Linked DNA regions of Mus musculus: regions 1, 3, 4, 5 and 6 are each linked to region 2. The links are chromatin contacts, called in public Hi-C, HiCAR-type, HiChIP or PLAC-seq and Micro-C maps. All regions are on one chromosome and are shown on one strand. The core of a region is the stretch at or near the end of the contact, and the rest is flanking DNA. Distances in the headings are between cores, read along the strand shown.

Region 1 (2,879 bases), core at 5-2,504, 450 kb before region 2:
TTGACAAAAAAACTAGCCAGCACAGACCTCTTCCTAAATGTCTCATCCTGTTGGTTTAGGACAGAAAAGCCTTATCTAATGAGTAATTTGGGGATTGAGAAGGCTTCCTTTCAGTAGCCTGTATCTTTCCAACGCTTTCAGTAAAGAACAGCAAGTGGCAGCCACCGGCTAGGAGAGAGGGGCCTAGAGCCTCTGCTTGTATGACTCTTGGCTCTAAGCTAAAAGAATTTCTTACATGCTTGCACCTCGGCCCACCTAGAACGCTGTGACCACATGCCTTTCCTCTTCCCCATAGGTGGCTTTGGGAATCCCGCCAACTGACTTCCAAGCTAACAGTTAGCGTGACCTGGTGTCATTACTGCAGGCTGAGCTCCCTAAAGTATACACATCTGCATCCGTTTGTTTCCAGGCTCCCTCATCATTAATGTGCTCTTTGATGTTTCCTTATAAGCTCTGAAAGTGAAGTCTGATTCTGCAGCTAAATTCCTGTAACGAATATGGCTAAATTACCTTCCAGGTCTGGATTTCAGTCACGCCCTCCAGAAAACTGAGATGTGTTCAATTTTATTTATTAAAGAAGTAGTTCCCAAATATTTTGCACTGGCCGGGCAATGAGGACCAGGCATTCAATGCCCCTAGAGTCGAGCTGGGGATCTAAAGGCAAGAAGCTCGCATTAAGCCACCTTGAATTGGACAGTGATAGAGTAAGTGCAGTTGAATCCAAGCACTAACAATGGTGTCTACCGAAAAGGATGCTGGTGGCTTGGGACCAAGCTCTGACATCCCTGAGCTACCAGTGATTTTCCAAAATTGGGTGACTGGTTCCGTGGGCTCCAGCTTCTCATGCAGGACGCGGGACTTGGACAAATGGAGTCTCCGGGTTTCGATGACAAGAGCCTCATAGGGCTGAAGGGCGCATTCTTCACCTGAGACAATGTGCTGGGTGATGCCCGCTGGACCACTCCCGCGCACCAAGCCTTCCAACGATGGCGTCTTTGCCGTCGCTGTGTGTGGCAACAGCGACACCACCTGGAGAGAGGTAACTCTAGCACGTGACTTTCCGCGGGCCTGAGTGCCGGTGCTGCTTCTTCTCAACATCCAGCTTTGCAGCCTGCGAGCTTCAAGCATGGCCAGACGAGTGAAGTCACACAGTGCGGGTCCGTGGACCCGCCCCTGGGGGTTAGGTTCCGCGCGACAGACACGGAGGACAGTGCCCAAAGCCATAAAGACTACTGCGCCTGCGCACTCTTACCTTTGAGCGAACTCGTCACCGCTTGAGAAATTTGTCCTAGACGACTTACCGTCTGTTTCCAAGACAACCGAGAGCCTCCTGGCAACAGCGCGCGGCCTGCGCCGGTCTCCCGGCCCATCAGTGCAATGGCTGCAGCAAGTCCCAGCGTCTTCCTGCTCATGATCACCGGGCAGGTAGAGAGCGCACAGGTAAGCAGTCGTGGACTCCGCCCGGGGACGGCCTGTTTCTCTCCCCGGGCTCTTCGCTCAGCTCCTAGAAAGCCAAGATGCTCTGAGCATCTCAAATAAATGGAAAGGAGAAGCAGCATTTGAGAACCTTGGCTCCAGGTAGATGAACCGGACAAGCTTGAGTGAAAACAGACCTCGAGGCGTTCAGCTGGTACCACTTGGATCCTGTTTACTTGGTTGAGTGGTGGCCTAGGACTAATGGGACTGAAGACTCAGCTGATCCATTTAACAGCTGGGAACTTACCGGAAGGCAGTGGCCAAGGTGGGATTTGACCCGGTCCGTCTAAGAGACAGAACTTTGCTACATTATTCTTCTGGGCTGCTTGTTGAAAATGCCCATTATTCCTACATATTCTGAGGTTTGGCTGACATGCTTTAGGTTCTGCCAAGTCTGAAGCTCAGTAGGTGTTCCTGCCTTCCCATTCATTGGTACTGCGTCCTCCCTGTTTTCCTCTATCCGATTAGAGGATGTCTGGGCTGCTTACTCTGGACACCTTCCTTGGCGTCTGCCCTGGGCCTTCCTTTCTCCGGGACCCTCAGTTTTAGCCATGTTCTTTGGCCCTGTAGCTTCTGGGTTTCACGTGAGCATCATTTCTGTAGAGCTAATTTGTGCCCAGCACTGGAGATGCGCTGAGGCATGAAACCTGTTCCTTCTTCAGTCTAACAGGGTTATCAGATAGACATTAGGTACCCACATGCAGAAATGCAGAGAAGTGAAGGGAGCCAAGCAATGATCCTTAAGCCAGCTAGAGACTGAAGGGGAACTCTGAAAGATGGGCAAGGGGCCTACCACATGTGGACTGAGAAAGACAAGACAGAAAGTAGACCCTGAGCAAAATAACCTACGGGTATTGGCAGTCTGGGACTAAGCCTGACTTCCTGATTTCCATTCCCTGCCCGCCCTGAAACCCATGTCCACCTCCTCAGTCCCAGATGCCTCGTGTTCCTAATTCCTGTCCACTGCATCTGCCTAGCTAATGTGTGGGCCCAGTTTGCCCTTTCTAGACAGAATCCTGTATACTTTTTCTCTCAGTTTCCAGAGTATGATGACCTCTACTGCAAGTACTGCTTTGTGTATGGCCAGGACTGGGCCCCAACAGCGGTAAGTTGGACTCATGGGCCTCCTCTGGTTAGAGCTTTGGTGATTCCTGAATCATACCCTTCTATTCGAGACCAAGAGGTAGACACTAAGGTCAGAGATGACCTAAACATTGCATTTGTTTTTGGGGGAAAGCTAGTTTATAGAATACAGTCACTACTGGGTTCGCTGGTGTACCCCTGGAGTCTGTTAGTGGCAGCTGAGAGGGACAAGTAGCAGCCTAACCAGGCAGGCTCTGGAGAACCACCTGCCAGTGGCTTTGGACAGCATCAGCCAATACCCCCACCTGAAAACAAAACAT
Region 2 (2,871 bases), core at 94-2,593:
AGAAAGGACAACCCTGAACTCGGTCTTGACCTTGTTCAATTCCAGGGCCTCAGAGGTGTCCTAGAGATGTTGGGGAATGAGGGCTAAAGTGAGGGAGAGGTCTAAGCTGGAACATAAACGGTCCCTGCAGTGTATCCACAGAAGCGTGTGTGTGTGTGTGTGTGTGTGTGTGTGTGTGTGTGTGTGTAGATAATCAATGTCAAATGAGTCATGGAGTTATTTGAGGGGAACAAGGGAAACCTAGACAAGTTCTCAAACTTGAATCTATTTCAAAATTATGTCAAGAATTTATATGTAAAAGTACAAATTTCTGGATCCCACCTTTACAGAGGGTGTTTTTCTCTTTTGAATCTAGTAAAACTAAATAGTGCATGAGTGTAGCTCCCTGGTGGACCCTTATTTAGCACATATGGGGCTCTGGTTTTCATCCCCAGCACCACAAAAGATGACCCAAACCAAAACCTAATATTCTCTGTAGGGTGTAGATTCTTGTACTTTAAGCAAGCTCCCGTACAATGTTGAGGGCATTGGTCTGAAATCCTCACTTTAAGAACAATGGACTGAGAGCTTGTTTGGAGACTCTACCTCAGCTACTTGAATACCCTTGATCTAAGACGGGTCTTCCGATCCTCGTGGAAGGTCATCAAGTACATAGTTTGTACACCTGGACACACATGGAACAGTGAGGGAGGAAGGCCAGGCAATGGTGACACTTGCTTTTAATCCCAGCACTTGGGAGGCAGAGGCAGGAGGATCCCTGTGAGTTCGAGGCCAGCTTGGTCTGCAGAGAGAGTTCCAGGACAGCCAGGGCTACACTGAGAAACCCTGTATCGGTGGGTAGGGGGAAGAGGGAGGAGGAAGAGAGGAAAGGAGAGAAGGAGAGAGGAGAGTGGACAAGGAGAGAGAGAGGGAGGAATGGAGGGAGGGACGGAGGGAGGGAGGGAGAGAGAGAGAGAGAGAGAGAGAGAGAGAGAGAGAGAGAGAGAGAGACCGGGTGGTGGTGGGCCTTTAATCCCAGAACTCAGAAGGCAGAAGCAGGTGTATCTCTCTGAATTCCAGGCTAACCTGGTCTATAAAGTGAGTTCCAGGACAGGACAGACAGAACTACATGGAGAAACCCTATCTTGACCCCCCCCCCCCCCCCATAAAAAAACAATAGTCTAAAGTGCCGAGGGGGACCCTCTTTCTTCCCCAGTGAGATGCTCCATCAACGACTACCCATCAATGGAGGTTGAGTCGATGAGAACACAAGGAAAACTTCCGGAAAGAAACCGCTAGATGAGAACGGAGGGTCTGGACTACATCTCCCAGAAAGCCCCGCACTGGCGCGCGGGCGCCCCCTGGACGTGGCCATCGGGAAGGCGCCAGCGGGATCGCCAGGACCTTCCCCAGAGCATCCGTGAGCTAGGAAAGCCGCGGTAGCTGCGGGCTGCAGCGGCGCGGGAGTCCGGTGCGAGAGAACCACGGCAGGTGAGTTGGGGTACGGGATGCTCGGTCCTCTGTTTCTCAGCTGCCTTTTCTCAAGTCTGGCGAACAAGACGGGGTGCAGGAGTCCTGGCTCGGGGACGTGGGGTGCCCTTCTGGAAAGACGCGCTGCGGTCCTGGATACCCAGGCGGCGGGCAGCGCAGGGACCGCGCTGCAGGTGGGGACCGCAGGTGGCCGGCCCTCCCCTCCGGCCGCGGGTTTGGCGCAGCAGCCTGGCACGGGGACCAGGTGGCTCGGCCGGCTGTGGCCCTGGGGAGCCCCAGCCCCCGGGACAGGTGCGTGCGCTTCGGCGGGACTGGAGTGCCGCTGAGTGTTTGTCCACAAAGCCGCTGCATCCCTGTCCTGCCCAGGTGGTCGCCTAGAGCTTGGGCTGAGGGTTTCCAGGACGCCTAGGAGCGCGGGGAACTGTGCGGATGCTGGTGCGTGTCCCCGCGGTGCGCAGGCTAGCGTGAGCGCAACAGTGCCGATCTCTTTTCCTTAATGCCCTTGGAACAAAATTAGTTTTATGTGCTTAAAAAAAACAACAACAACCAAAAAACAAAAAAACAAGTTTGACTCTGAATATCTTAGTTTGATTTTGTGGGAGCTCCAATACGCCAGCGCGCAAGTTTATATAATAAGCAGTATACGCTTTGGGGGAAAAAAAAATCCCATTGAAGGTGCTCTTCCTTGCCCTCTATCGGATGAATTATGTCGAACTGGTTGACATGGGTATCCATTAGTAACTGCGGTGGCTGGAGGCGAGAGATAAAGTGTTTTTGAGTGAAGTCACGACCGAACCCTTTTGATCAGTTTTTGGTTTCATACGATTTGGTTATCCAGTTTCAAACACGATGTTATTTCAACGTTTAAGACGGAGTTGGAGGGTGGAGACCGAGGGTTGTCAATCCTAATACCTTAGTCTAAGGAAAATAGCTTTGCATGATTAACTCAAAGCCATCAAGTTTGCTTATTGATTATTTTGAGACAGGGTCTTGCTAACTATCTCTGACGAGCCACCACATTCGCAGTCCTTTAGTTTGTGTTCCAGATAGTGTCTCCCTAGGTAGTTCTGGCTGGCCTGGAAGTGCTATGTGGCCCAGGCTGGACCCTCCTCCTTCCATTGGGAATTTCAGGAGTGAGCCACCACACTTGGCCAAAGAAAGCAGTTTTAGAGCTAACTCCGCGGCCCCTTCTGAAGCCCGCATCAGTTTTAGTTTTTAAGCTGATTTGTGGATGTGCTGGGTAGATAATTTTATTGTTTGTTAAGAAGCACCGTGGGACATTTTTGTCGTGTTTGGTTTTAGGGAAATGTTCCCCTGTCTTTTCTGTAACTGGACTTTGTTGTGTTAAATGTATTTTTATTCATACCTGATTTCTTAGACGTTAAAAGTCAGGGAAGGCTG
Region 3 (2,850 bases), core at 163-2,662, 500 kb after region 2:
CTGCGTCCTCCGCGACGCCCCTGGCCTGGCTGATCCGAAGCTGGCGCCCTGGGAGCCCGAGGAAGCTCCCGGGCGAGCAGGGCCCGGAGGCCGGGGCTGCAGGCGCCGAGCCTACTCACCGGGAGCTGGCGGAGTGAGAGCCGGCGCGCCCCACGGCCGGACGACCGGGGCGCGGCCCCGGCGCGCGGCCCTCCGCCCGGCCCTCGCTCGGCAGCGCGGCGAGCTGGGCGCTCACTCCAGCCGCCGCCGCCGCAGCTTCGCCACCTTAGCCGCCATCTTGCCTCAACCCCACTCCCTCCCCCTCAGGCCGGGCGGCCGCGCTGAGGCGGCTCAGACTTGGGCTCCTCCTCCTTCCGGAGGGTTGGGGAGACGACTCCCTCCCCGGGAGAACGGAGTGCGGCTCTTACCTCGGCCTCGCTTCCTGGGTCGCGGACGCCGCGCCGGTTCTTTTCAAGTTGTCCCTCGCACTCATGCCCGCCCCGGCAGCGCTGCCTCCGGCCCGACCCGCCGCCGCCGTGGCAGCCATCGCGTCCTCGGCCTGGAGCGTCCCCGCGAGCCTGCCACTCCCGCGCGCCCGGGGCCTTCCCCTCAGGCGTGGGAAAGGACCGGGAGCCCGGCGCGAGGTTAGCCTTGCGACCCCTGCGCGCCGCCAAAGCGGCTACCCCGTCCCCTCGCCGCCAAAGAGAAACCTCAGCCCACGTGGCTGGGACGCACGTTAATTTCACACCGAGTGTTCCTCGGCATGGCGGGCGAGGCCTCCTCCACGGCGTGGCTCCTTAATCTCTGCCTCTTAAGAAAACTTAAGGGGCCTGCCGACCTCACCCTTCGAGTGAAATGACATTTCCTCTTAGCCGCTTACTTTTTCCTCTTGCAAAGCCGCCATCTGAGAAAGAACAAACGGTGACCCGCTTCGGAAAAACTTTTATTCCGGATAACGGGCTGTTTTATACAAAGTTTGAAGTCATAAAACGAGTTGAAAGGAGAATGCTGACGTTTGTTTTAGAATGCTTCCCTTTTGGCCGGCGTGCTGACACGCCTGAAATCCCAGCTCAGGAGGCAAAGGAATGGGAATCATTGCAAACTCGCATGGTCTGCATATAGTGAGTTTAGGGGAACACGCAGAGAGAGACGCGATCTCAAAATAACTCTAAAAATGCTTCCTTCCTTTTAAGCACACTGAACGGTAAGAAAGACACTTAAGACCGCAAAGTGCGGCTGAGCTCTGAAACTGGAGCAGATAGAGGATTCCGCCACCGAGGAGACGGGGCAGTATGGGTGGAAGTTTCCACGCTAGACCACGAATCTTGGTCTCCAGCCGCCGCCGCACTCTGACCCACGGAACGCAGTTTCAGCCGGTTCCGTTTTCCCGCAGGGAACCCGAGTCCACCCGCAGCCTGCCTTCCTGCGCAGGCGCAGTGCCACTTACCCGGCATGGAATTGGTGGGTTTCTTGTGTGTGGCCGTGGCTGTCCTGACTTGGGGCTTCCTCCGGGTTTGGAACTCAGCGGAACGAATGAGGTCTCCGGAGCAGGCGGGCCTGCCGGGAGCCGGAAGCCGGGCCCTTGTAGTGATCGCGCACCCGGACGATGAAGCCATGTTCTTTGCTCCCACCATGCTAGGCTTGGCACGCCTGGAGCAGCAGGTGTCCCTGCTCTGCTTCTCCTCAGGTAGGAGACTGTAGGAGGGTCGCTGGGTTAGGGAACTAACCGATCTTAGTTAACTTCTTCCGGAAAGGTTTTCTGTCGTAGGTAGCTACTTTCTCTGTGCTGGTCAGTCTGGGGACAGAAACAGCCGACTTCCCAGATAGGTTAGGGAACCCCGAGCGAATTCCATCCTAGCCAAATCGAGGAGCAGAAAAGTGGTTGTTCATCATTGGTTCCGTTCAGTACCTTCATGTTCCTTTGGGAACTGCGACTGTACTGGATGTTTTGGGTTTTTTATAAAGACAGTCTCACTGTAATCTAGCATCCCAGGCGTGAGCCGCTGTGCCTGACCTGTTATCCTGAGGAACCGTCTATTTGCAAAAGGATCAAATAAAATCATGCACCAGACAATTTGAGCTGTATGGTGTCTGCTCAGCCCACCAACTTTCTTTCCTAATAATAGCAAAAGACCTTCCTGCTGCTTTGAAACCCATTTTCTGCTACAAAGATTCATGTGTCAAATTGGGAGATTTTTTGTTTAACTTCAGACAAATAGAAATACATTTATAGATAATTTTAGAGTTCATCTGTACCCAGCTATTATTAAAAGAATTCTTCAAAAATGAGACTTGAATAATGATACAGACAAAAACAAACGAGAAAACCAGGATACCCTAAATATGGTGATGACTGGACAATGTGAAGTGTATACATACAGTGGGTGAATTTTATAGCAAAGTATACCTCAATAAAGCTGATTTTCAAAATTGCTCAGGACCTTTTTTCCCATGTGGTTGTTGTGTTGTTCTCTTTTGGGGGGCCAGGGGTGTTTTTGTTGTTGTTGTTTTGTTTTTTTGTTTTTCTAAACAGGGTTTCTCTGTATAGCCCTGGCTGTCCTAGAACTCACTCTGTAGACCAGGCTGGCCGAGAACTCAGAAATCTCCCTGCCTCTGCCTCACAAGTGCTGGGATTAAAGGCATGCGCCACCACTGCCCAGCTTCTTCGGGTGTTTGGTTGGTTTGGTTTGGTTTGGTTTGGTTTGGTTTGGTTTTTCGAGACAGGGTTTCTCTCTGTGTATAGCCCTGGCTGTCCTGGAACTGGCTTTGTAGACCAGGCTGGCCTCGAACACAGAAATCCGCCTGCCTCTGCCTCCTGAGTGCTGAGATTAAAGGTGTTCGCCACCACGCCCGGCTTTCTTTTTTTAATAA
Region 4 (2,785 bases), core at 233-2,732, 290 kb after region 2:
AAAAGACGGGCGTGGTGGTGCACTTGGGTGGCAGAGGCAGGCAGATTTCTGAGTTCGAGGCCAGCCTGGTTTACAAAGCGAGTTCCAGGACAGCCAGAGCTATACAGAGAAACCCTGTCTAGAAAAAAACAAAAACAAAAACAAAAACAAAACAAAACACCCCCCAAAAAAAACACCAAAAATCCAAAAAAACAAAAAACAAAAAAACCAAACAAATAAACAAAAAAAAAAAAAAAAAAAAAAACCAAACCCTTAAAATACCCAGATAGAACATGTACTCTGTGTGCTTTGGTGATTTTGTCTATGCTATGAGTGGGCTCGTGGGGGATTTGCTGTTAATATTACAGCTAACCCTGAAATGTACTTTATATATATCATACAGCCATGCAGAAAGTGTAATTCAACGCACTTTTCCCCTCCCCCACGCCCATACTCATACTCAGAGAGAGCTAATCCAGCCACAACATTAAAAAAAAAAAAAAAAAAAATCAGCCCGGCGTGGTGGCGCACGCCTTTAATCCCACCACTTGGGAGACAGAAGCAGGCAGATTTCTGAGTTCGAGGCCAGCCTGGTCTACAAAGTGAGTTCCAGGACAGCCAAGGCTACACGGAGAAACCCTGTCTCGAAAAACCAAAAAAAAAACCCCAAGAAAAAACCCGTTATTCTTCAAAGAAGCTGTTTAGAGGTCACCCGTGTTTTAGTTCAGCTTAATCTTTTTTTTTTCAGTCATCTTTGTTGTGTTGACAAACTCCTTAACCATCCTGGCTGGTGACTACAGGTAGCAGCTTCCGCGGGGCAGAAGCTGTGTTCTAGAAGGATTAAGGACTCCAAACGCCAAGGAGCAGCCAGGGCTCGCTAGGAGAGAAGTGTGGAGTTGAAGGCGGTGGAGGGCGCTGGGGGCTTCTTACAGGTGGCAGGAAGGACAGATCACCCACAGGTGTGGGCGCTCAGCACCCTTCTTGGAGTGGATGAAGGCGGCAGTGTCTGGGAAGAGGCGGCGCCGCAAGTGAGCGGAAGCCGGTCTTGGATAAGTGGGCTGGAGAGCGCAGGGCTGAGCCGGCGAGCACCCTGGCGGGGCAGCGGAGACCACGGGATCGGGTGGATTAGGGGCCGCGCGGAGAATGCAGCACTGAGAGGAAGCCCGGGCCCGGACCTGGGGTGCAGCTCCGGTGCTGGGGAGTATGGACACCTTGCAGGGGCGTCAGTTCAGAGTGTGCAGATCGGGCGCGGGACAGGGTGAAGTCTGGGACTTCGCGCTCGGGCGGGAAGTGGTGAAGCTTCGAGGTGTCTTTCCTGAATGTGTCCCTCTCCCGCCCGAGGGAAATTCGGGAACCCATCCTTCCCCGAGCTCAGGAGCAGCTGGAGCAAGGACCCTAGGCAGGGGGCGGGGCCAAGACCGGCTCCTGGCAGCCGGCCAATGGGCGCCGCCCCCGTAAGGCCACGCCCCCGCCCCCGTCCGGAGCGCACTGGCTGGGCGGCGCAGACCCAGCTTGGGACGCGCGGTCTCAGCGCTGTGGCCATGCCTGGCGGCACCCTAGCAGCTGTCCTGAGCCCGACACTACCCCAGTAGAGGACTCCCCGGGCCCGGCTGGCCCGGCCATGCAGCTAGAGACGCAAGACGCGCTGTACGTGGCGCTGGAGCTGGTTATCGCTGCGCTGGCGGTGGCGGGCAACGTGCTGGTGTGCGCCGCGGTGGGAGCCTCGAGTGCATTACAGACCCCCACCAACTACTTTCTGGTATCCCTGGCGACGGCAGACGTGGCCGTGGGACTCTTCGCCATCCCCTTTGCCATCACCATCAGCTTGGGCTTCTGCACGGACTTCCACGGCTGCCTCTTCCTCGCCTGCTTCGTGCTGGTGCTCACACAGAGCTCCATCTTTAGCCTCTTGGCGGTGGCTGTCGACCGATATCTGGCCATTCGCGTCCCGCTCAGGTGAGACGAATCTTTCTTGCCTTGGCCGGGTTAAAGTTCTAAAGAGGGGCGCCCTCTCCAGGCCCACGGTTTTACTTTCTGGACTCCCAGATGGGCCAGATTAGGAGCACGCTGGGCACTGGAGTGGAGGACGCACTTTCTCCAGCACGCTTGTTCTGCCGGCTATCAAGACTCTCCTGGGTTGACAGAACAGGCCACTGACTGGGTCCCCTTTTGGAGTCAGGGATGCTCTAATTGCCCCTAGTTTAGGGAATCTGCATAAGAACACCCTTAGGGGCGTTGAGAAGTGCTCGTCCGACGAGTTACCTGCCAAGGAAGGGCTCAGGAAGCTCTAGATTCCTTAAGTTTTGTGGACGTTCCCGGCCCTCTGGAGAGACAGAGCTGCTGCCCGGAGTCGGGCATGCAGATCAAAGCTGCTGCCAGATGCAGTCCTGTGCGGAAAGGGCGCGGAGAAGCTTCAGCTAAGAACGAGGCAACTTTAGACGCTGGAATTGGTACTTTTAGAAGGGTCATAGGGTCTAACGACACAGCTTTAAAATGTGCCTACTTCGAAATGAGGCAGCCAGGCTCAACTCTGATGGGAAACTCTAGGAACATTGGTCCCTACTAGCTTCGCGGTGGCTCAAAGTATTCCCAGACATTTTAAAGAGCTACTGTGCTTACTGGTTCAGTGAACACTGACAAGACAGTCTTAGAGCCTCTAGCCCATTGTGTAACCTTATTTGTATACTGCTGCAGTGCCCAGGAGCCTGAAGAGGCCCAGAAAACTGGTGAGGGCTCCCTGTTCGCTGGCTCTCAGAGTATACCTAAATCACTTTCTCCTTATTCCATGATGGGAAAACAGGATCCA
Region 5 (3,010 bases), core at 55-2,554, 270 kb after region 2:
ATGCACTTGATACATTGTGGCCTCCTTTCTGTCAAGAGCACACTAGATAGCACCAAGCACTGCCCAAGTGTGACATACTATTCGAGGTGAACAGAGCTCATAATGGAAGTGTAAGGTGTGCCGCTGTGTAATATTTCTAATAAATATATTTTGTTTCTGCCTCAGTTCTTTCACCTGGTGACATTTATCCGAATTTTTTTCAAAGCACCAAACTTGCTTTGAGTCTGCTGACAGCCAGCATCGCCCTGCATGCTCCCGGTCCCTTCCCAGCCTCCCCTGCAGCTCTTCTACAGGTCGTGCCTCTGCCCTTCCCATCTGCAGCTGTCTTGCTGTGGATATAAGCTGTCAGATGAATTCCAGCACCAGGATGCTACCAAGCTGTGCAAATGTGCTTAAGATGGGAAGTGGGCTGCCTGGACCCCAGAAAACACACACAGTGTTGTAGAAAGTTATGACAAGCTTAAAGAGGCAAGTAAATAAAAAAATATAATTAGTAGAGATGCCAGTGGCACCTGGAAGCCACAGATGAGGAAGGCCACCCTAGAATCTTCATTCCTATTTCCTTTCAAGTGAGCCCCACAGCCTGGCCTTTTCCTGAGGACCTCCACAACTGCTCAGGGTAACAGTCGCTGATACGACTTAACAAACATTGGGCCAGCCTCAGGGCTACCACTTCCCTCTCAGTCTAAAGGGACAGGAAAAGTTGTGCCAAGAGATACCCAGTCTTGTTTGCTTCACATCTGATTGTCCTGTGCATCCTAAGTGCCAGTTGCCTTGGGCTGTGTACACGTGTGCATCCCTGCTGGCTCATGCACGTGCATAGTAGGCCTTTCACAGCTGCCCAGTGTCTCCCCACTTGGGAATTATCTCCATAGCAGCTGGCTTTGGAAGCTTATCACACAGGTTCTATCCTATGAACCTGGCTCTCTACATGAATGATGTAAGTACCATCCGTAGGCATTCCATGAGTGGGCCACCTTTGCACATGCAATTTACAGGAAGGGTAAACTGGTTTTGAAGTGGCCACCTGGTAGCACTGAACCCCAGGGCATCTTCCTTTCTGACCCCAGATTTCCCGTACAGCTATCTCGGGTGGTTTCTGTTGTCACAACACATACAATCCTACAAACCGCGTACTTTATAAAAAATAGAGGTTTGCTTACCATCAGCTCTGAAGTATGGACCCTCCAAGAGCCCAGCACTGGTGTCTGGAAAGGTATTCTTGCCACAGCATGACTTAGCAGAGGCCATGAGGAAACAGAGGAAGCATGCTGGCCCTTGGCCTTCCCTTGTGAAACCAATGATACCACGGGGAGCCCGGCCCTCATGACTCATACCCAGTTACCGCCAAAAAACCATTAAGCTTCTAGCACATGAACTTTGGGGAGATACATTCAAGCCATAGCTTCAGTGGCAACAGCTCAGGCTTAGCTGAGTTAAATGAGAGGCTCCTAACAGCCCTGTGTACAGATCCCTGGGCCCATGGCCACGTTCCCTCTGCAGGTGCGAAGGGCTTTGCTCTCGGGCTGTATGAACTTCTATCTGAGCTCCATGAGGGCCAAGTGTAGACATCTGTGCTCATGATGCCTAAACCTAATAAGTGGTGATTATATAGATCGCTTGATGAATTGGTCCAGCTGCCAATTACTTGTCTTCTGACTTGGAAATTAGTTCCAGGAATGAATACCACAGCATCCAGCCTGTGGTCCATCTTGTGAATGGTCTGTTCCAGCGTTTTGCGGCTTAATGGTGAGTGGGAAAGGCTCGGGGAAGAACTTGAAACCTGACCTCCCCGAGGCCTTCATCTTTCCCTTTCCTTACTGGTATTATATACTGGTCTCGTGAATGAAAAGACCTAACACATTCCCCCTCGGAGTCTTCTGGGATCTTTAAATGAACTCGTTTTAGCTTATTTCACCTGCTTCAGTAAGATATTTCTATATCATGAAGAAGAAAAAAAATTCCATAAATAGATTTGCCTAGAACACTTTAGAAGGTTGGCCAGTGGGTCTGTGAACCTTCCCATTTGTCCATCTGGGCCGCTATTTATATCCCTCCTTAGTGTGGCCATTTCCCTTGTATCTGAAAAATGAGACAGAACTGACAGTGGGACATGGGAAAAGTTTTCCTGCTACACGTGACCTCAGAAGGCTTGGCTGCCATTCAAGGCTGATCCTGGAAAACATCTGGAGATGGACCTCGTCCTAAGAAAGGCAAAGCCTCACCACCCAGAGCCTCCAAACAGGCAACAGGGATGAGAACTCACTGTGACATTGAAGATGTGTTGTTCCGACTGCTGAGGCCTTTCAGACCTGCCTGCTGTGCCCACAGCCTGCTGTGCCCACAGATCCAGTTGCTTTTGTTGAGGGAAGGGGAAGAGGAGGCCTGGCTTTGGCCACCTGCCTTTGTTGTCTACAGCCATGGGCCCAAGGTGAGAGCACGGTGGTTTTGTCCCTCTCAGAAATCCTGTGGGTGGCTCAGTGTTGGGTCAGTCGGCCCTGAGTGTGATATCAGTATTTAGAACTTTGAGGTATAACACAGCTGTTCCTGCAAATCATCTAATATTTAGCCCATCTGGGCAAGTGTGTGGCCGGGATAAGCCCACTTGAAGGAATTTGTAGACATTCACAGCAGAATCTCTAACAAAGGAGGATGCCAAGCTTCCACCCTGACTTCTAATCCAGCTTTCTTAGGGCCAAGTTTAGGTCTTTAAAGCCCAAAGAAACACTTATTCTCCATTTTCCCCTTAGTCTGGAGTCCAGGGAGCACACCACTCACAGACTGTTAGGCTGCTGGTCTTTGTAGTCATTGTTTGTTGCTGGTGTAACAAATTACTACAATGATTGCTGTCTTATGGTTAGAGAGTTTAGATACCAGTCTACACAAGATTTGCTGAATGCCATACTTTGAGTCTTGAATATTTCTCAATGGGTTAAAGACATGTTCAGCAACCTCTTTAAGAGGTGAGGCCTAGTGGGAGGAAGTTAAGTCCCTTGGGGGTGTATCCTTC
Region 6 (3,117 bases), core at 270-2,769, 350 kb after region 2:
TGATTAAGCAAAGGCAAATTATTTTTAGATTTCTCTGTTTTAAACTTCTTATTTTTCCAACTTTCCTAATCTGATAATGTTGAGACTCCTATGCTTATCCACCACGACTGTGTTCTTTTGCTTGAACTGTCTCCTCAGTGACTGCTCATAGTGTTACTTAGTAACAAATATTTTCAAACATTTTTATAACATTTGAGAATTTCCTGGAAACCTTAAAGGATGGAGAAGGAGTGATAGCTCTGGTGAATTTAATTGGTCATCTTCAAATGGTGTGTGATAGTTACTTAACTAAAATTAGCTAATAAGCTGAGGCAGGGGGACTGATAGAAGTTTGAAGCCAGCTTAGGCTATAGAAAATAAAACAAAACACCCCGAATCCTGTTTCTAGTTCTTTGTGAACTTTGACTTGTTCCCACCCATCACTTTTCCTACATTATTTGGGCCGTGTCTGGAGGTCTAGCAGTAGCTGACACTGGGCGCTGATGTCTGGATCTGCAGCCTCCGCTCTTCATGTGGCATCGGCTGTGTGGAGTCTGTACTCAGTTCTGTCTGTCCCAGCCCTTAGTCTTTGAAAACTGGACCATGTTCTTTCCATTACAGAATTCTGAGTTTTCTTGGTTTCTTACTGCATTTTTTTCTTAAACCCTAAAATAACATCCATTGGCCCTCTACTCTTTTTGCGGTTGGCTCATTCTACTTCGGGTTTATCTTAATCATCTTTTCTGAATACTAGTTCCCAACTTTAAGATATTCAATATTGACTTTTTCATCTATTCAAAAGGAGGGGGAGGTCCATGATTTCAGGCAGCTACTTGTCACTTTTCTCATTTAATTGGTTGTCTGCCCACCTGAACAGTTTCTTGTGGTTAAGAGTTTAAGTATCTGAAGCATTCAGTGAAGCCTGGTAGCCACAAAGATGAAGTACAGTGGCTTGCTTTTTGACCTTTGTATATAACTTCTATTACATCCTTGCAACGCTTTTATTTTTCTTTTAGAAGAAACAGCCAATACTTACCTCCTCCTTGGTATGTGCTTAGACTCTTGTGCACGCTATCTGCTATTCTCCAAGCAGCTATCACAGGCACAAAGGATGTATGAAAAAGCCCTGCAGATTTGTCAAGAAATACAAGGAGAAAGACACCCACAGGTAAGAGATGAAACAGTGTATGTAAGCCAGGCCTGCCCGGTGGCACAGGTACTCTGTAGAGGGTCATAAGGTCACAGGTTCAAGGGTGCTGGGCAAAGTTGGTGAGCTCCCATGCCAAAGGGCTGGGGGCGTATTTCAGCTTGCATGGCACTGGTAAAGTTCTACATTCAGTGACTAGCATCAGTTATGGGTGTGGCAAGACATGGTTAGCCATGTGAAATGTCATAAGGAATGCAGGTTGATATCCAGATGTATGGAATCCTGCCACTCCCCGGTCTGTTCATTTTTTTTCCACCAGCTTTCACTACTCCCAACTACTTGTTTCAGGAAGGGTTTGAGATTGCTGACTAAGTCACTGGCACTGCATAGGCCCTTTTCTGAGTCATGGTTTATACAGTAGTCTTTGTACAAGGCAGACTTTTAACCCAGGGGCTTCAGAATATGTAGCCTCATGTTTACAGTGGTTTGTAGACTCTTAGAATCTTTTTTTTCTTCCTCCTGGAGCTGGGGACTAGACCCAGGGGCTTCTTCCATACCAATCAGAACCTTGCAAGTAACTATTTAGTTCATATAGAAGTATCTTTTTCTCCTGGGTAACTGGGAGGTGAGGAAGTAGAGATTTTTGAATTTGGGATGGGGCAGGGAGAGGGGGGCAGGACTAGAGATTAAAACTAGGACCTCATAAATTCAAGGCAAGGGCTCTACCACTGAGCTGTGGCCATAACTTATAAAAACACTATTAAAAGCAATATATAGCAAACCAGTAGCCAACATTAAACTAAAGGGAGAGAAACTTGAAGTAGTCCCACTAAAATCAGGGACTAGACAAGGCTGCCCATTTTCTCCCTACCTATTCAATATAGTACTTGAAGTCCTAGCCTGAGCAATTAGACAACAAAAGGAGATCAAGGGGATACAAATTGGAAATGAAGAAGTCAAAATATCACTATTTGCAGATGATATGATAGTATATATAAGTGACCCTAAAAATTCCACCAGAGAACTCCTAAATCTGATAAACAGCTTCAGTGCAGTAGCTGTATATAAAATTAAACCAATGGCCTTTCTCTACACAAAGGATTAACACACTGAGAAAGAAATTAGGGAAACAACACCCTTCACCATAGTCACAAATAATATAAAATACCTTGGCGTGACTCTAACTAAGGAAGTGAAAGTTCTGTATGATAAGAATTTCCAAGTCTCTGAAGAAAGAAATTGAAGATTTCAGAAGATGGAAAGATCCCATGCTCATGGATTGGCAGAACTAATATAGTAAAAATGGTTATTTTGCTGAAAGCAATCTACAGATCAATGCAATCCCCATCAAAATTCCAACTCAATCTTCACTGAGTTAGAAAGGGAAATTTGCAAATTCATCTGGAATAACAAAAAAACCTAGGATAGCAAAAACTATTCTCAACAATAAAAGACCCTCTGGTGGAATCACCATGTCTGACCTAAAACTGTACTACAGAGCGACTGTGATAAAAACTGCATGGTACTGGTACAGTGACAGACAGGTAGATCAATGGAATAGAATTGAAGACCCAGAAATGAACCCACACACTTATGGTCACTTGATCTTTGACAAAGGAGCTAAAACCATCCAGGGGAAAAAAGACAGCATTTTCAACAAATGGTGCTGGCTCAGCTGTTGGTTATCATGTAGAAGAATGCAAATTGATCCATTCTTAACTCCTTGTAGAAAGCGCAAGTCTACGTGGATCAAGGAGCTCCACATAAAACCAGAGACACTAAAACTTATAGAGGAGAAAGTGGGGAAAACCCTCAAAGATGCGGGCACAGGGGAAAAATTCCTGAACAGAACAGCAAAGGCTTGTGCTGTAAGATCAAGAATTGACACATGGGACCTCATAAAATTAGTTTCTGTAAGGCAAAGGACACTGTCAACAAGACAAAAGGGCCACCAACAGATTGGGAAAGGATCTTTACCAATCCTAAATCAG

What was found. HiChIP or PLAC-seq counts read pairs in DNA pulled down with a chosen protein or histone mark. Hi-C and Micro-C count contacts between places; a contact is called where the count stands out from the background. HiCAR-type assays count read pairs that join an accessible place to other places.
Region 1: a contact with region 2 is called in a Hi-C map of CD4 T cells, with 3 times the contacts expected there. The contact joins the promoter of B9d1os here to the promoter of Specc1 in region 2. A contact is called at or near these places in 1 of 484 Hi-C or Micro-C datasets (CD4 T cells) and 1 of 115 datasets of contacts at active chromatin or transcription factors (microglia).
Region 3: a contact with region 2 is called in a HiCAR-type map of astrocytes, with 3 times the contacts expected there. The contact joins the promoter of Pigl here to the promoter of Specc1 in region 2. A contact is called at or near these places in 2 of 39 promoter capture datasets (cranial neural crest and embryonic stem cells), 7 of 115 datasets of contacts at active chromatin or transcription factors (astrocytes, cardiomyocytes, embryonic brain and 4 more) and 1 of 9 other capture datasets (liver).
Region 4: a Micro-C map of embryonic stem cells shows a contact between it and region 2, with 4 times the contacts expected there. The contact joins the promoter of Adora2b here to the promoter of Specc1 in region 2. A contact is called at or near these places in 9 of 39 promoter capture datasets (the C10 cell line, the HPC-7 cell line, the SN4741 cell line and 5 more), 1 of 15 datasets of contacts at CTCF or cohesin (the NIH/3T3 cell line), 7 of 484 Hi-C or Micro-C datasets (bone marrow-derived macrophages, cerebral cortex, embryonic stem cells and 1 more), 11 of 115 datasets of contacts at active chromatin or transcription factors (bone marrow-derived macrophages, embryonic basal ganglia, embryonic forebrain and 5 more) and 2 of 9 other capture datasets (embryonic stem cells and macrophages).
Region 5: a contact with region 2 is called in an HNF4G HiChIP or PLAC-seq map of pancreatic cancer cells. The contact joins the enhancer-like site here to the promoter of Specc1 in region 2. A contact is called at or near these places in 3 of 39 promoter capture datasets (the SN4741 cell line, cranial neural crest and hippocampal neurons) and 2 of 115 datasets of contacts at active chromatin or transcription factors (embryonic stem cells and pancreatic cancer cells).
Region 6: a CTCF HiChIP or PLAC-seq map of the NIH/3T3 cell line shows a contact between it and region 2, with 7 read pairs. The contact joins the enhancer-like site here to the promoter of Specc1 in region 2. A contact is called at or near these places in 4 of 39 promoter capture datasets (the C10 cell line, cranial neural crest, maxillary cranial neural crest and 1 more), 2 of 15 datasets of contacts at CTCF or cohesin (the NIH/3T3 cell line and large pre-B cells), 2 of 115 datasets of contacts at active chromatin or transcription factors (fetal liver and stem cell-derived neural progenitor cells) and 2 of 9 other capture datasets (adipose tissue and embryonic stem cells).

The regions. Positions count from the first base shown.
Region 1 is chr11:61,503,832-61,506,710 of GRCm38.p6, forward strand. B9d1os (a long non-coding RNA gene) reads right to left here and starts at 1,255. Exons shown (of 1, transcript XR_141098.4): 1 at 554-1,255. B9d1 (B9 protein domain 1) reads left to right here and starts at 1,313. Exons shown (of 7, transcript NM_013717.3): 1 at 1,313-1,440; 2 at 2,513-2,581. The coding sequence starts at 1,378.
Region 2 is chr11:61,955,420-61,958,290 of GRCm38.p6, forward strand. Specc1 (sperm antigen with calponin homology and coiled-coil domains 1) reads left to right here and starts at 1,344. Exons shown (of 15, transcript NM_001281818.1): 1 at 1,344-1,470.
Region 3 is chr11:62,457,029-62,459,878 of GRCm38.p6, forward strand. It overlaps Pigl (phosphatidylinositol glycan anchor biosynthesis, class L), which reads left to right and starts at 1,413. Exons shown (of 7, transcript NM_001039536.4): 1 at 1,413-1,666. The coding sequence starts at 1,432. It also overlaps a transcript of Ncor1 not described here.
Region 4 is chr11:62,247,502-62,250,286 of GRCm38.p6, forward strand. Adora2b (adenosine A2b receptor) reads left to right here and starts at 1,483. Exons shown (of 2, transcript NM_007413.4): 1 at 1,483-1,935. The coding sequence starts at 1,601.
Region 5 is chr11:62,222,842-62,225,851 of GRCm38.p6, forward strand. Specc1 (sperm antigen with calponin homology and coiled-coil domains 1) reads left to right here. Exons shown (of 15, transcript NM_001281818.1): 15 at 1-172. Among named protein-coding and RNA genes, the nearest start is that of Adora2b, 25 kb to the right of the region's middle. Within about 2 kb of position 1,305, at least 100 of the 459 cell types and tissues checked have an H3K27ac peak or open chromatin away from gene starts, as enhancers often do. A contact at or near this core is called in pancreatic cancer cells, where this site is marked.
Region 6 is chr11:62,308,047-62,311,163 of GRCm38.p6, forward strand. Ttc19 (tetratricopeptide repeat domain 19) reads left to right here. Exons shown (of 10, transcript NM_028360.2): 8 at 996-1,147. It also overlaps the pseudogene Gm12275. Among named protein-coding and RNA genes, the nearest start is that of Ttc19, 28 kb to the left of the region's middle. Within about 2 kb of position 1,520, at least 7 of the 459 cell types and tissues checked have an H3K27ac peak or open chromatin away from gene starts, as enhancers often do. A contact at or near this core is called in the NIH/3T3 cell line, where this site is marked.